Regions from separate parts of the Sus scrofa genome. Here all the other regions are linked to region 2. Evidence: chromatin contacts called from public HiChIP or PLAC-seq data. All regions are on one chromosome and are shown on one strand. The core of a region is the stretch at or near the end of the contact, and the rest is flanking DNA. Distances in the headings are between cores, read along the strand shown.

Region 1 (4,441 bases), core at 1,292-3,791, 160 kb after region 2:
CTCAGGTCACTGCCATGACACAAGTTCAGTCCCTGGCCTGGGAACTCTTCTGCATGTTGTGGGCAAAAAATAAAAAATGTGACTGTGGCTTAGTGTTTTTCATCAAAATGATAATATGTTTTTGGAATTCCTGCCGTGGCTCAGTGGTTAATGAATCCGACTAAGAACCATGAGGTTGCAGGTTCGATCCCTGGCCTGCTCAGTGGGTTAAGGATCCAGCGTTGCCTTGAGCTGTGGTGTAGGTCACAGACATGCTTCGGATCCCTAGTTGCTGTGGCTCTGGCGTAGGCTGGCAGCTACAGCTCTGATTAGTTCCCTAGCCTGGGAACCGCCATATGCCGCAGGAATGGCCCTAGAAAAGGCAAAAAGACTAAAAATAATAATAATTTTTTTGTTAATCTGCTATTTATGGATAGTTAAATCTTGTGAAGTCTTTCTTATCCTCTTAGATGTTTGAGCTCTGAGTGTCAGTAGAATTGAGTACTCCTTTATCATTCCCCTAATATCCTACATACAAATTTCTCTCATAGGCCCCTGACATTTTTTTTTTTTGTACTTATACTTTCTTTTTAACATGTATGTTGCCTGCTGTTAGACTGGGACAGAACTCTGTTTTGAGATGTTACATATCTTATTACTAGTGTGATTATATACATGGTAGATGCCTAATAAATGTGGTATTAGAGATCTATTTAATAATTGATTTCTTCTATAGGGAAAAGACCAATTTATACTTGAAGATGCTGTTTCTAAGACAGCCTTTGTTACTTGCTCAGCTAATTAGTAAAGTGCCAGACTGGCCTGCTGAGTGTAAATGTTAACCTAGAAAGGAATTTTCTAACCAGTTTTCTGTTCATTTGACAGGTGTGGGATTATGAGACTGGAGATTTTGAAAGAACTCTTAAGGGGCATACAGACTCTGTACAGGATATATCATTTGACCACAGTGGCAAGCTTCTGGCTTCATGTTCTGCAGATATGACCATTAAACTATGGGATTTTCAGGGCTTTGAATGCATCAGAACCATGCATGGTAAGGGTTTGACTTTAGTTCTAACATGGTATTCCAGAGAGAAGGGTAATGTTTTCTAACAGTATGTAAGTTCCCTACATTCTTTTTTTTTTTTTTAAGGGCTGCACCTGCAACCCAAACTAGGGGTCGAATTGGAGCTGTAATTGCCAGCCTACGCCACAGCCACAGCAGTGCCAGATCTGAGCCATGTCTACACCTTATACCACAACTCATGGCAATGCTGTATCCTTTTTTGAGTGTTTTTAGAGCTGCACCCACGGCATACAGAGGTTCCCGGGCTAGGGGTCTAATTGGCGCTGTAGCCACTGGCCTACACCAGAGCCACAGCAACACCAGATCTGATCCACATCTACGACCTCCACCACAGTTCATGGCAACGCCAGATCATTAAGCAAGGCCAGGGATCGAACTTGTGTCCTCATGATGTTAGTCAGATTCGTTTCCACTGGGTCATGACAGGAACTCAATTTTAATTGTCTATATCAGTGGAGGAGCATATGATATGGATAGTCCATGGATAATCCTGATAATTGGGAGTTGTTTCTGTTGTAAAGTTTTAAGCATCTCTTAATGGTTATGAAATATGTTTTCACAAATATTTTTGGGTGAGAAAAAAACTGCTAGGGCACCTCTCTGTCCTTAAGAGAAGATGAAATTATGGGGGGGTGGGCTGTTTGGGGGTTTTTTTTTTTGGCCGCTGTTGCTATTTTTCATTTTCCTCAGGAAACTGAAATTAGAGAATAGATATAATAAAAGCTGGAACCCGGATTCCCTTGCTCACATATACTAGTCTCATTGTTAAGTTGTTTTTCCAGGCCTTGTTATAGAGATTATTTTCTTTCTTTCTTTTTTTTTTTTTTTTTTTTTTTTATATTTTCCCACTGTACAGCAAGGGGATCAAGTTATCCTTACATGTATACATTTTTTCCCCACCCCTTGTTTTGTTGCAACATGAGTATCTAGACATAGTTCCCAATTTTTCTTTTCTTTTCTTTTTTTTTTCTTTTTCTTTTTTTTTTTTTTTGGAGACTATTTTCTGAAGCAGTTTGACTTTGTGGAAAAAGCACAGGGGGAGTTCCCGTTGTGGCTCAGAGGTTACACAACCCGACTAGTATCCATGAATTTGCAAGTTCCATCCCTGGCCTTGCTCACTGGGTTAAGGATCTTGAGCTGTGGTGTAGGTTGCAGACATGGCCCAGCTCTTGTGTGGCTGTGGCGTAGGCCAGCAGGTACAGCTCCGATTTGACCCCTAGCCTAGGAACCTCCATATGCTGAGGGTGTGGCCCTAAAAAGACAAAAAAAAAAAAGGAAGGGCTGGGGCTTTGGAAATAACATAACTGGGTACAGATTCCTACTTATGGGATTAGGAAATTTTAACCTCTTTAATCTGGAAGATGAATAATTTAAGTATTGAATTAAGAATTGAAATCAGGGGAGTTCCCTTTGTGGCGCAGCGGAAGTGAGTCTCACTTAGGAACCATGAGGTTTTGGGTTTTATCCTTGGCCTTGCTCAGTGGGTTGGAGATCTGGGGATCTGGTGTTGCCATGAGCTGTGGTGTCACAGACTCGGCTCGGATCTGGTGTTGCTGTGGTTCCGTCATGTGCTGGCAGCTACAGCTCGGATTCGATCCCTAGCCTGGGAACCTCCATGTGCTGCAGGTACGGCCCTGACAAGACAAAAGAAAAAGAAAGAATTGAAATCATAAGGTTGTTGTGAGGATAAAATGAGATCATATACTCCTGCCATCTGGTTTAGTACCTGGTACATAGAAGGTGCTCACTAAATAAGAATTTTTGTTGTTTCTTTAAAAACATGATGAAATAATGAATGTTTGGATTTTATATAAGGAACACATACTGTGTTAGAAATAAAAAAAATTTTTTTATTTTCCCACTGTAAAGCAAAGGGATCAAGTTATCCTTACGTTTATACATTTTTTTCCCCACCCTTTGTTCTGTTGCAACATGAGTATCTAGACATAGTAGAAATAAAAATTTTTAATAGATTATCCAGTAATGTTAGAATAAGCTATGTGATTACATAGAGGGTATAATTTGAAAGGCATGTTCCTCCACCCCCAATTAAATACATTAGGGAAGCTAACCAATTAAAGGAGTTTTATTGAATCCTTTTGTAAAATCTATTTGTTTCTTTAAGTAGCCTGTATCTTACTGTTCTAACTTAGAAAAGCTCTTTCCAACCATTGTGTAGTCTTTAAAATAATGTGATATTAATGAGGGTTCGCTGGGACTTTTTTTTTTTTTTTTTTTTGCAAAGGAATAGCTATTTAGCATTGTGAATAAAGCAGTTTTTTTACCCCTGTGAACATCAACAACAAAGTACTTTTCAACCACTATTTTATTTCATATATATATATCCCAGTATATGGAGTTCCAGGTCCAGGGATCATATCCCAGCTGCACTTGCAACCTGTGCCACAGCTGCAGCAGTGCTAGATCCTTAACCCACTGTGCTGGGCCAGGGATTGAACCTGCATCCTCAGCACTCCAAAGACACTGCTGATCCTGTTGCACTATAGCAGAAACTCCTTTTTTCTTTTTTTTTCCCTGTCTTTTCTAGGGCCGCACCCGCAGCATATGGAGGTTCCCAGGCTAGGGGTCTAATCAAAGCTGTAGCTGCCGGCCTATACAAGAGCCATAGCAACACCAGATCTGAGCCATGTCCACAACCTACACCACAGCTCACGGCAATGCCAGATCCTTGACCCACTGAGCAAGGACAGGGATCAAACCTTCAACTTCACAGTTCCTAGTTGAATTCGTTAACCATTGCACCACGACGGGAACTCCCCTTATTTTTTTTTAATCACTATTTTAAATGTAATGTGAAATTCTCATTTTTCTTACCCATTCTGTTTACCTTTGTAAACCTTATTTCTTATACCTTAGAATACTAACCATGGAAAATTTTGTGGTTTTCTAATCTTAAAAATATTCAGCATATTAATACATTCAAATGCTGGTTATTTTATTAAGTTACTAATTCCTTAAACTTTTTCTTATATAAAATCCATTGTACTTGAAGTTGCTGTGTTATTGAAATCCCATGGTACATTGGAGTTTTAATTGCTCTTGATGATACATTACTTAATATGTTACTGTGTTTTGTGTTTTAGGCCATGACCACAATGTTTCTTCAGTAGCCATCATGCCCAATGGAGATCATATAGTGTCTGCCTCAAGGGATAAAACTATAAAAATGTGGGAAGTGCAAACTGGGTAAGTAGATTTGCTTTAACAGGTATCAGCTTGAAGAGATAATATTAAACAACTCCTCCCAAATTATGTTCTTATTGTTCCCATAAATTTGTCTGTAACCCAGGATGATCACCATGATTGTTTCATATTTTAAAACTAAGTTTTGATTTCTAAATGTCTACCCAAAAG
Region 2 (4,760 bases), core at 1,169-3,668:
TTGCCTATATTGTTCTTTCCTCCCCCTCTTCACTTGATGCAATTTCTACTCATCTTTACTACTTCACTTCAAGCATCTCTTCAGGAAGGTCTTTCCTTCCCTTATCTCTCCACTTCAGCCATATCCTCTATTATCAAGTCTCTAAGCGGTAAGCATCTTTCCTTTGCAGGCCTTGTTAGAGATGTTACTTTACATAGTAATAGATCTGCTAACACTCTATTTCAGTTCTATTTCATTCTGTTTCAGAAGGTTTTTGACAGTGTTCTACAGTGGAAATTTAACAATCATTTTCAAAAAAGAAATGTCTTCATTGTCATCATCCCAGATGTTCCAAAGCATGCCCACATGTCCAAAATTAAATAATTTCTACCCACCCCAAACTTGTCCTCTTCTAATCCTTATTTTGCTGAATGACATCACTATCTTCCTAGTGACACACAAGCATTTACAGCAAAAATAAAAACCATTCCAAACACACCATGTCCTGAATATTCTCTACCTTCCAACTACCTACCTCCCCATTCCAAACACACCATGTCCTGAATATTCTCAACCTTCCAACTATTTCTTGACCCTATTCATTTGTCACCCTTCACAACTCCATGTCTCTAGACCAGGGATAATCATCATCTTTTTCTTGGATGACTATAAGTGCCTCTAACTGATGTCTCTGTAACCATTCTTGCCCCAGTAATTCACTTCATCTAGGCAACAACCCCCGCCCCCCCAACCCCAATCCAATGCAAATCTGAACATCCCTTGGTAAATCCCTTCAGGCTGATAAATTCCAAAATAATTAACAAGGCACAGAGAATCTATTCCTCCGACCTCATTCATTGCCACTTTCTCCTCTCTGTTCACTGTCCCACATACATACACTCTGAACACGTGGCCAAATTACAGTTAGGAGAGATTCATTTCCTTTATTACTCAACCCTTCTGGTCAGAAGAGAAACAGAATAAGTCAATAAAGTTACTTCTTTGCTAACTAGCTCCCAATACAGGCAATGGGTTTTAGCTAAATCTATCCCATTCCTCAGAGTTTAGGTGAGTGTCGGCTCTTACCTGGCATCAGCACGGTCATTCCCCACTTCTAACTTAATCTACTCTTCCTGGTTCATTCTGCTGTAGCCACAGTGGCCTCCTTGTTTCTCTATCAAGTCTGGCACACTCCCACCTCAGGGCTTTTGCATTTGCTGTTTGGTCTGCATGGACTGCTTTCTCCAGAAATACAATCATACAAGGTACCCTCACTTTGTCTTTGATCAAATGTCACCTTTTCACTGACACCTTTCCTGAGTACCTCCATTTAAATGAGCAACAAGTGAACTCATTCTTTGTCTCAGTAGCTTCAGTCTTCTATATACAGAACTTACCCATTTGACATTCCTTACGTTTTACTTATTTTATCTGCCCTGCCAGTAAACTTCATGAGGGAAAATATTTTGTTTATCTTATTCACTGCAATGTCCCTAAAGTAGGGCCTGGAGAGCAGGCACACAATAAGTGCTGACTGGAAGCACGAAGAACTCTTTACACCGTTCAGGTCACTGAAACCACTGAAACAGCACTCTCATTTTTGATAAGCAGTCCCCATCTTGAGTTTCCAAAAGACTCAGCCCTAGGGCTGAGCTTTTTCTTTTGGGTTACCCGTGTCAGTCCGGAAAGTCAAACTTAGTAGAACTTCATTGAAGCTAGCGCTTCGACTTTCTTTCATCTTTCCCATCTCCAAAGTTGTTTCCTTGGTTTCTCCTAACCCTTAACAATCCTCTTCAACTACCACTTGTTTTACTACATAACCCTGTAAAAGAATCTAAATTCCGCTTTCAAAACTTGGAAGACCTTATGCAAAGATCCCTACCACATGAATCCTAATCTCCTTTTTCTCTCGTCTCCTTTCCCTCATAAATCCGACTTTTCCCATTAGTTCCGCCCCTGTCAGTTCTCCAACTCTTCCACTCCTTCCACGCCTTCATTTTACCCAGACTGCCTTCCCGCCTCAGTTTCGAATCTCTCTAAACCTCCTCAGACGAAGGGGGTCTTTTCTACTTGAAAGCTAGTCGCCATTCTATTTGCCAACTCCTCCCATCCACCCCACCACACACCTACCCCACCACACACACCCACGTGTGCACGCACACACACAAACCATCCCGTCTCTCCCTGGACCCCCGAAACAGGACCTCATAGGCCCAGAATCCGAGAATGAGAAACGTGGGTGATCCACAGGCTAAATGAATTCGCAACCCGCGCGAGGCACATTAAGTCACTCACCTCTGATGTCAAAGCTCCTGCCAGACGACTAGTTTGGTGTGGGCCTCTACAAACCCAGACTCTTAAGCCACGCGCAGCACGAAGATCCTAGAAACGCAGATGTTACGCTCCCAGCGCGCCGCCATCTTGGGCCTCCATCCAGCTTCATGATTGGATGAGCCATTCTCGCGCGACCTGTAGCAGATGCTGAAGAAAGAAGAAACTGTCGCGAGAGTTGGTGGCTCAGTATATCAGAAGAAGGGGGCGTGGCATCGAGCGGAGTCCTTCGGGTAAGGACACCTGAGCTTAAATATCTAGGGACCTTGTTTTCTAAAAAAGATTTAAAAAATATATGAGCCTTCTAGGCCCCACGCCAGACTTACTAAATCACTTCTCTGGGGTTGGGCAGGGAATGTAAGGATGGCTGCGCGGGGGTGAGAGGGTGCTTTTGGTCTAGACGGGGGCAATTACCGTTTGTTCTGCAACAGGTCTCTCTCCTTGGGCGATGTCTTGTTCAATCATCACAGATAAACCTGTGAGATAGGATAATCTTATTTACAGAGGAAGAACCGGGGAGCAGAAAAATGAAGTTATTTGTTCAAGATCCTATATTCAGATGACATCAAATCCACGATCTTTGTATTCCTCGCCTACCTCTTGAGCTGGAAGCTCTGTTAAATGCTTTTGTTTTTCTTTTCAACGCGTTTATACTAGTTTTTACGTTCTGCTAAGTAGAGTGAGCATTACCTCCCCAATTTACAATTGAGATAAAAAGGTAAATGACTTTCACAAGGCATACAGCTAGTAACAAAACAAGGGCTAAAGTCTGAATCTCTGAACCCCTACCTACTACTTCTTTCCAATAAAAAGCTTGCCTAGATCCTAGTAATTAATGTGAAAGCATCAGGCAAACATTGCCATACAATTGAGAGGTTAGGGCTAGAAAATTCAGCTTTAGGAAGAACTGAGTGTGCCCATTGTCACCCGAAGAGAAGTGAGGAAGGGTTTTAATTGTCTGTTCTGTAGCAACCTCCCCCCCACTCCCAAATGTGTAGGTTAAAACAACCACCATATTATTTGCTCACTGTGAAGTCTGGGCTGTAATTAGCTTGGCCATTTTTCTTCTGGCCTTGCCGTAGGTGGTAGCATCAGAGATGGGCTGGTTTGGTGGGAATGAATGGGCCTCTCTTCCTGTAGTCTCAAATTCTCTCTTTCCATGTGACCTTTCTACATAATCTCTCCAGCAGAGTAACCAGATTTCTTACATGTTGGCTCAGGACTCCCCAAAAGGCAAACTTGGAAGCTGCTAGAACTTCTTCTTTTTTTTTTTTTTTTTTGTCTTTTTGCCATTTCTTGGGCCGCTCCCACGGCAGATGGAGGTTCCCAGGCTAGGGGTCGAATCGGAGCTGTAGCTGCCAGCCTACACCACAGCCACAACAACTCGGGATCTGAGCCGCGTCTGCGACCTACTCCACAGCTCACGGCAACACCGGATCGTTAACCCACTGAGCAAGGTCAGGGATTGAACCTGCAACCTCATGGTTCCTAGTCGGATTCGTTAACCACTGCGCCACGACGGGAACTCCTTTTTTTTTTTTTTTGCTAGAACTTCTTAAGGCTTTGCCTCAGGGCTGTTGCTTTCATCCTATTCTGTTAGTTAAAGCAAGTCAAAGGGCCAGCCTAGATTCATGAGTAAGGAACTATGCCAGGGTACCTTCCAGAAAGCATGGTTCACTAGAGCAGCAATGTAACAGATGTTAGAGAAAGTTTTATGTTGTATTTTATTTTTGCTTTTTAGGACCATACTCATAGCATATGGAGGTTCCCAGGGTCCAATCCGAGCTACAGCTGCCAGCCTACGCCAACACCACAGCAACTTGGGATCCGAGCCACATCTGCGACCTATACCACAGCTCGTGGCTGGATCCTTAACCCTCTGAGTGAGGCCAAGGATTGAACCCGCAACCTCATGGTTCATAGTTGGATTCGTTTCTGCTGCACCACGATGGGAACTCCAGAGTTTTATGCTTTAATTAGTAATGACTTTTTATAGTATTTAGGGCTTCCTTCTGGAGAGATGAAAAAGACCAAACGGGCTTGGAGTTATGGCTAGTAGGGTTGAAAGTGGATTGTATGTAAGTTGCTCGTAAATTTCTCTATTAGGTCAAAACTGAGCTCCCAACTCCTCTGGGTCAAACAGAAAGACTGTAGTTCTGTAGCCAGGGAATTTAGGCTTTAATCCTGCTGCTACTACTTACTAACCCTTTGATTATGGGCAGTTTACTTAAACTATTCAAGCCTTGGTTTGCTCAATATTGCAAAATAGGATAGAAATCTCATAGAATTGTTGTGAGAAGTAAATTGCATAATGGATATAAAACACTTGGCATAGTTGCTGGCACATAGCAAGTTATTATTATTATTATTATTCCTCATGACTTCTCTGGTCAGTTTCCATTTTTAGAAAATTATTTCAAAAAATAAAATTACTGCATTATAGAAAATTT
Region 3 (4,785 bases), core at 2,064-4,563, 200 kb after region 2:
CTCCCACTGGGCTCCCCAAACACACTCCCACCCTCTGGAGGCGAGGGTGGGGCAGATTTGCCTGGCAGTGGGGCAGATCTGCCTGGCAATGACCCCGGAGTAGCTGCTATAACCACGGGCATCCTGGTTACCACAAAGCCAACGTTCATCTAGGCCGAGCCCACAGCAGACCCCTCCGTCGGCTTGAAGAGACCCTCTCACTTGAGGAAACTGAGGCTCCAGAAAGTTAGTAAGCAAGCTGCCCAAGGTCACAGAGGCAAAAGGCAACCAAGCCAGGTCAAGAAAAAAACACATTCATCAGTTGCCCAAGCGCAGGGCTCTGAGTGCCACTCCCCAGGCTGAAGCACCCACCAGGTAAACAGCCCCCCCTTCCTCTACACCCCCAAGCCTCTACACCCCTGGGATGGCACCCCTTCTCTTACCCCAGGGGGCATCTCTGAGGAGCTGGGCTTCAGGGAGAGGGAAAGGAGAACCTCCACAGAACAAGGAAGGGGTCACCCCAACAGCATGGCATATGCCCCACCTCCCAGTCTTCACTGGATGAAGAGCCCTGCCTCATCCTGGGAGCAAAGGGACCCCACAGGCAGCAGAAAGGAGTCAGAGAGGAAACACAGGCAGCCCAGGTGCCTTGCACGTTCCCCAGCCTGGCATGCCTCACTCAGTAGACTGTGCCAGGGCCAGGCCCCGCCCCTACAAAACCTCAGCAGGTGAGGCTCCAGCAGGAAGTAAAGCCTCAGAAGGCATATCACCCCAGCTCAGAAACCTGGGGCTTCAAGGGAAAAGGGGGCAGAGGGGAGGAGGCATCCTAAAGAAGACCCCCAGAATGCAGCTGTCTGCCTCCTTCCCATCCCCACCAGGGGCCAGAAGCAGGTCTGCAGGGTTTGGGGAGGGTCCAGTGTTCCCTGAGCTGCTCTGCTCAGACCTTCCCAGGAGAGCTATGAGGGCTCTGTCCAGGAGCTCCCCGAAGCACGCAAGCTCCCCTCCAGTCTGCCGGCCCTCTCCCCCGCTGCTCTGGGCCTCAACTCCAAGGAGCCTGACCCTAGGCAGAAGGAACTCAACATACCACCATGAACTTGAAAAACCTGCCCGTTCTCTTAACCCCTAAATGCAGCTTTATCCCCAAAAAAGTAACTGATCCTATGTCTCCCCCGCCAAAAGCCTTGATCACCTCCTCCGAGGGACTAGAGATCGTCCGGAGCTAGGTTCTGAGGTCAAGAAGCCGGGCTGAGGGCCTCTGGGGATCTCCATTAAGTCCCCTCCTCCTTTTAACATGGTCTGTCGGCTCTGATGCAAGTCCTACCTCTGTACTAGGTTCCCAGAGACTTAGGGAGCCAATGCTCCACCTGCTAGTTAGTATGCTGCCAGTTTCCCCAAAATGAACAGCTGTATCCCCTCCTAACCCACACTGCCCCAGACAGAGCCCCTCAGAGAAATCCTCCAACACCCTCTGCCCCCTTCTTTAGCCGTTATGTTCTCGGTATATGATCCCAGCCAACATGCCTCGCCCAGCTCCGGGTGAGACAGGCCGGGGCAGCCTTGGCAGTCTGGCTGTGAGCTAGAAATCCAAATGCTAAATTGCTGTGTGACCTTGGGCAAGTCGCTTCATCTCTTCCAGTCTCTTTGCTAGAGGGGAAATCATCCTCTTATCTAGCCTGCACCACTGATTCAGAGTCTCATCTGGGTGAAGCCTGGCAGGCTGGAGTCATCCACATTTGTCATTCTGCCCAAAACCTTGGCCTTCTCTAGGCAATCAGCAAAACTGCCACAGGACCTATCCCCCACCACCAGTAACCCGGCTGTGATCAGCTAGAGGGTCTTAGAGCCCCCCTAACACTGTCCTGACTCACCCAAGCTGGGAAGGGACATGAAGACGACAAGCCCCTTTTGAGGAGAGATACAGGGAGTCGGAGGCAGGGGTATTTCTGCACTCCCACACTGTCACCCAGGGCAGAGAGGGACACAACCCAGCCCTGGGGCTCTGAGGAGGATTTGGAGATGACAACCCAGGGGCTGGGAAGGGGCTTCCAGTCTCAAGGCTGGAACCAGAGATGTGATGGAAGGAATAGAGAGAAGAGAGGAGCCTCAGGAGAAACGAAGAGGCAGGCCCCACCCGAGAAAAGCTGCAGCCACTCCCAAAGCCAATGCCACATACCCCCCATGGTGGAAAGCAGGGAGCTCAACTCCACGCTGCTGACCTTTGCCTTAAAAACAGCAACTCTGGGCTGACCCACTTTTCGCAATAAGGTGAGTTAATGATCAAGTTCTGGCACAAACACCACCTCCTGCCAAGGAGTTTGGCTTTGCCCCCACACACAGGCAGAACCCCCGCCCCCCGCGCCCCGGCCCCCGTCTTCCTACTAGGCAGACTCCTAACAGGACCGCGATCAGATCCTGCAGATCTGGGCTTAACGCCTTGTTTCGTCTGACAACGAATCACAGAAGCTCCCTTACTAAACACACACCCCAACTCCCGCTCTTCCCAAAGACCAAGCCTGAGAAGTCCCAAGCTGACTCTAACTGGCAAAGCTGCAGTCTTGTGCCCAGGGAATGTTTGCGATCCTGACGCGAAGTGGGTGCCTGACGGAGCAAGTTGTCAAGTGACCCCAGCGGGAAGAGTTCCCCATGCCCAGGCGCGGAGGGGGTGGGGCCGCCGAGTTGGTCCGCCTGCCTCGGCGGCGCACCCCGAAACCGCGTGTGCGCGCACGTGTCCCCGCGGTGAGTCGCGCGTATGCTCGCCGCCGCTGTTCTCCCCGGGACCCCACGTGCGAAGCCCGGGCCGCAGCCGGGGGCGACAGTGAAGGTGACCTTCAGGGCAGGGGCACCCGGTGCAGGGCCCGGCGAGATGCAACCCGGCCAGGCGCGGAAGGAAGGCGGCGGTCCCCGCGCAACGCCGGACCCACCCGCCAGCTCGGCCCAGTCCAGCCTCCCGCCCAGCTGCCCCCTGGCCCCAGCCCTGCTCACCAGCCGCGCCTGGCCGCCCCTTGCCACCGGCCTGCGAGCTGGGCTCCCGGGCGCTGTCGGCCGGGGCGGCCGCCGGTAACTCGTCCGTTTTGATGACCATGGCGGCGGGAGCGGGCGTCCGGCTTGGCTGTCCGCGCCGCCCGCCGCGCCACTAACCCAAGTGCCCTGCGCGCCGCTGCCGCTGCGGGAAGGACGGAGTCACCGGCCCACGTGGTGCGCGTGTGGCCTTTGACCCCACCGCCGCGCCTCTGTCCCGCCTTCGCGCCCGGCCCGGCCCACGGAGGCCGGCGAGGGCCGAAATACACCGCGCCTTGTTCGCCGTCTACCAACGCGGCGCCTTTCCCGAACGTCTTAAAGGGAACGTACCGTGGCCCGGGCAAGAGAGAGGCTTCGCTCCCCCTCGAGGGGCGGAGCTACAGAGAGACGTCCTTGCGGGTTGCCACCCGTCGGGCGGGCGCTTTGACCTTGGGTGGGGACTGCTTTAGGACTGTTCCTGCTTACCGACCCCTCCCCCAAGGGCTTCCTATTGCAAAGCTGCCAAATGACCACGCGGTCCCTAATCTGTGGTGTTCACGTTACCCTCAGCGCCCTTCTCTACAAGCTTGCCATTTCCCCCCAAAGGGGTGGGGCTAGGGTGCGTCTAGCTTCTTGAAGAGGGGGTGGAGGGTAGCCTAGTTTCTGGTCACTAGAGGCAGGGGTGGCAGGTGGTTAATAGGGATGGAGTGTCCGAGATGGACGAACAAACTTTGTCCTGAGCCACCACGGCCTCCTTTCTGCCAGCGGCCTCTACACCCCGCTCCAGACGAGTCCTCACTTCTTTCAGGCCGGTGCATTATCCCCACTTTAGAGTGGAGGCAGGGAAGACCAAGGTCACACAGAGAGCGAGGATTTAGCTGGGCCGGGCTAAGTCTACAGACTGGACACTGTACAGTAGTTCATGTTTTCACATGATTGTGGCCTGGTAGAGACTGAGAAGTGAAGTCAGCATGCTGACCAGGTGACATTTTACCAGGTTTTTTTTTTTTTTTGTCTTTTTCTAGTGTCGCACCCACAGCATATGGAGGTTCCCAGGCTAGGGCTCTAATTGGAGCTGTAGCCTCTGGCCTATGCCACAGCCACGCCAGATCCGAGCTGCATCTGTGACCTACACCACAGCTTACGGCAATGCCGGATCCTTAACCCGCTGAGCAAGGGCAGGGATTGAACCCACAACCTCATGGTTCCTAGTTGGATTCGTTAACCACTGCGCCATGATGGGAACTCCTTACCGGGTCTTGCCAGGGAGCTGAAGTTCTCTATGCTAAGGGAATAGGAGGGTCTTCCTTGCGCAGGCCCAGGAAGCCATGGGGAAGCATTTAAGGCATATTCCAGGAACTAGTAAGAATCGAGAAGCTGAAGCTGCAGAGGTGGCCTGAGGTAGGCTTAGGTTCTCATAAAAACTGCAAAAGAGGAATGCCCACCATGGCACAGAATCTCACCGCAGTGGCTCTGGCTGCTGTGGAGGCTTGGGCACCAATCCCTCTCGCTCAGCCCAGTGGGTTAAAGGATCTGGAGTTTCTGCAGCTGTGGTGTAGGGTGCAGCTGTAGCTCAGATTCAATCCCTGGTCTGGGGAACGTCCATATGCCCCAGGTGCAGCCGTTAAAACAAAAAAATTGCACAGGAAAGTGGACTTTGCCCTGGAGTACAGGTGATGGGACAGGGAGCCAGTGAAAAGCTTTAAGCATCTAAGCAGGAAGAAGAGAGGTGAGAAATGTTCTGGCAGGGACAGAGCTAAACCAGGGCTCGATGAGTTTGGACTATTGCACAAGAAGGCTAGAAATAAA

What was found. HiChIP or PLAC-seq counts read pairs in DNA pulled down with a chosen protein or histone mark.
Region 1: an H3K27ac HiChIP or PLAC-seq map of alveolar macrophages shows a contact between it and region 2. The contact joins the enhancer-like site here to the promoter of METTL16 in region 2. A contact is called at or near these places in 9 of 47 Hi-C or Micro-C datasets (alveolar macrophages, brain, embryonic fibroblasts and 6 more) and 2 of 2 datasets of contacts at active chromatin or transcription factors (alveolar macrophages and skeletal muscle).
Region 3: a contact with region 2 is called in an H3K27ac HiChIP or PLAC-seq map of alveolar macrophages. The contact joins the promoter of CLUH here to the promoter of METTL16 in region 2. A contact is called at or near these places in 1 of 47 Hi-C or Micro-C datasets (heart right ventricle) and 2 of 2 datasets of contacts at active chromatin or transcription factors (alveolar macrophages and skeletal muscle).

Annotation. Positions count from the first base shown.
Region 1 is chr12:48,720,365-48,724,805 of Sscrofa11.1, forward strand. PAFAH1B1 (platelet activating factor acetylhydrolase 1b regulatory subunit 1) reads left to right here. Exons shown (of 11, transcript NM_214250.1): 6 at 865-1,033; 7 at 4,171-4,273. Among named protein-coding and RNA genes, the nearest start is that of CLUH, 41 kb to the right of the region's middle. Within about 2 kb of position 2,542, at least 1 of the 83 cell types and tissues checked has an H3K27ac peak or open chromatin away from gene starts, as enhancers often do. A contact at or near this core is called in alveolar macrophages, where this site is marked.
Region 2 is chr12:48,564,831-48,569,590 of Sscrofa11.1, forward strand. It overlaps METTL16 (methyltransferase-like protein 16), which reads right to left and starts at 2,419. Exons shown (of 12, transcript XM_021067620.1): 1 at 2,275-2,419. It also overlaps a transcript of PAFAH1B1 not described here.
Region 3 is chr12:48,760,183-48,764,967 of Sscrofa11.1, forward strand. It overlaps CLUH (clustered mitochondria protein homolog), which reads right to left and starts at 3,314. Exons shown (of 26, transcript XM_021067625.1): 1 at 2,962-3,314. The coding sequence starts at 3,061.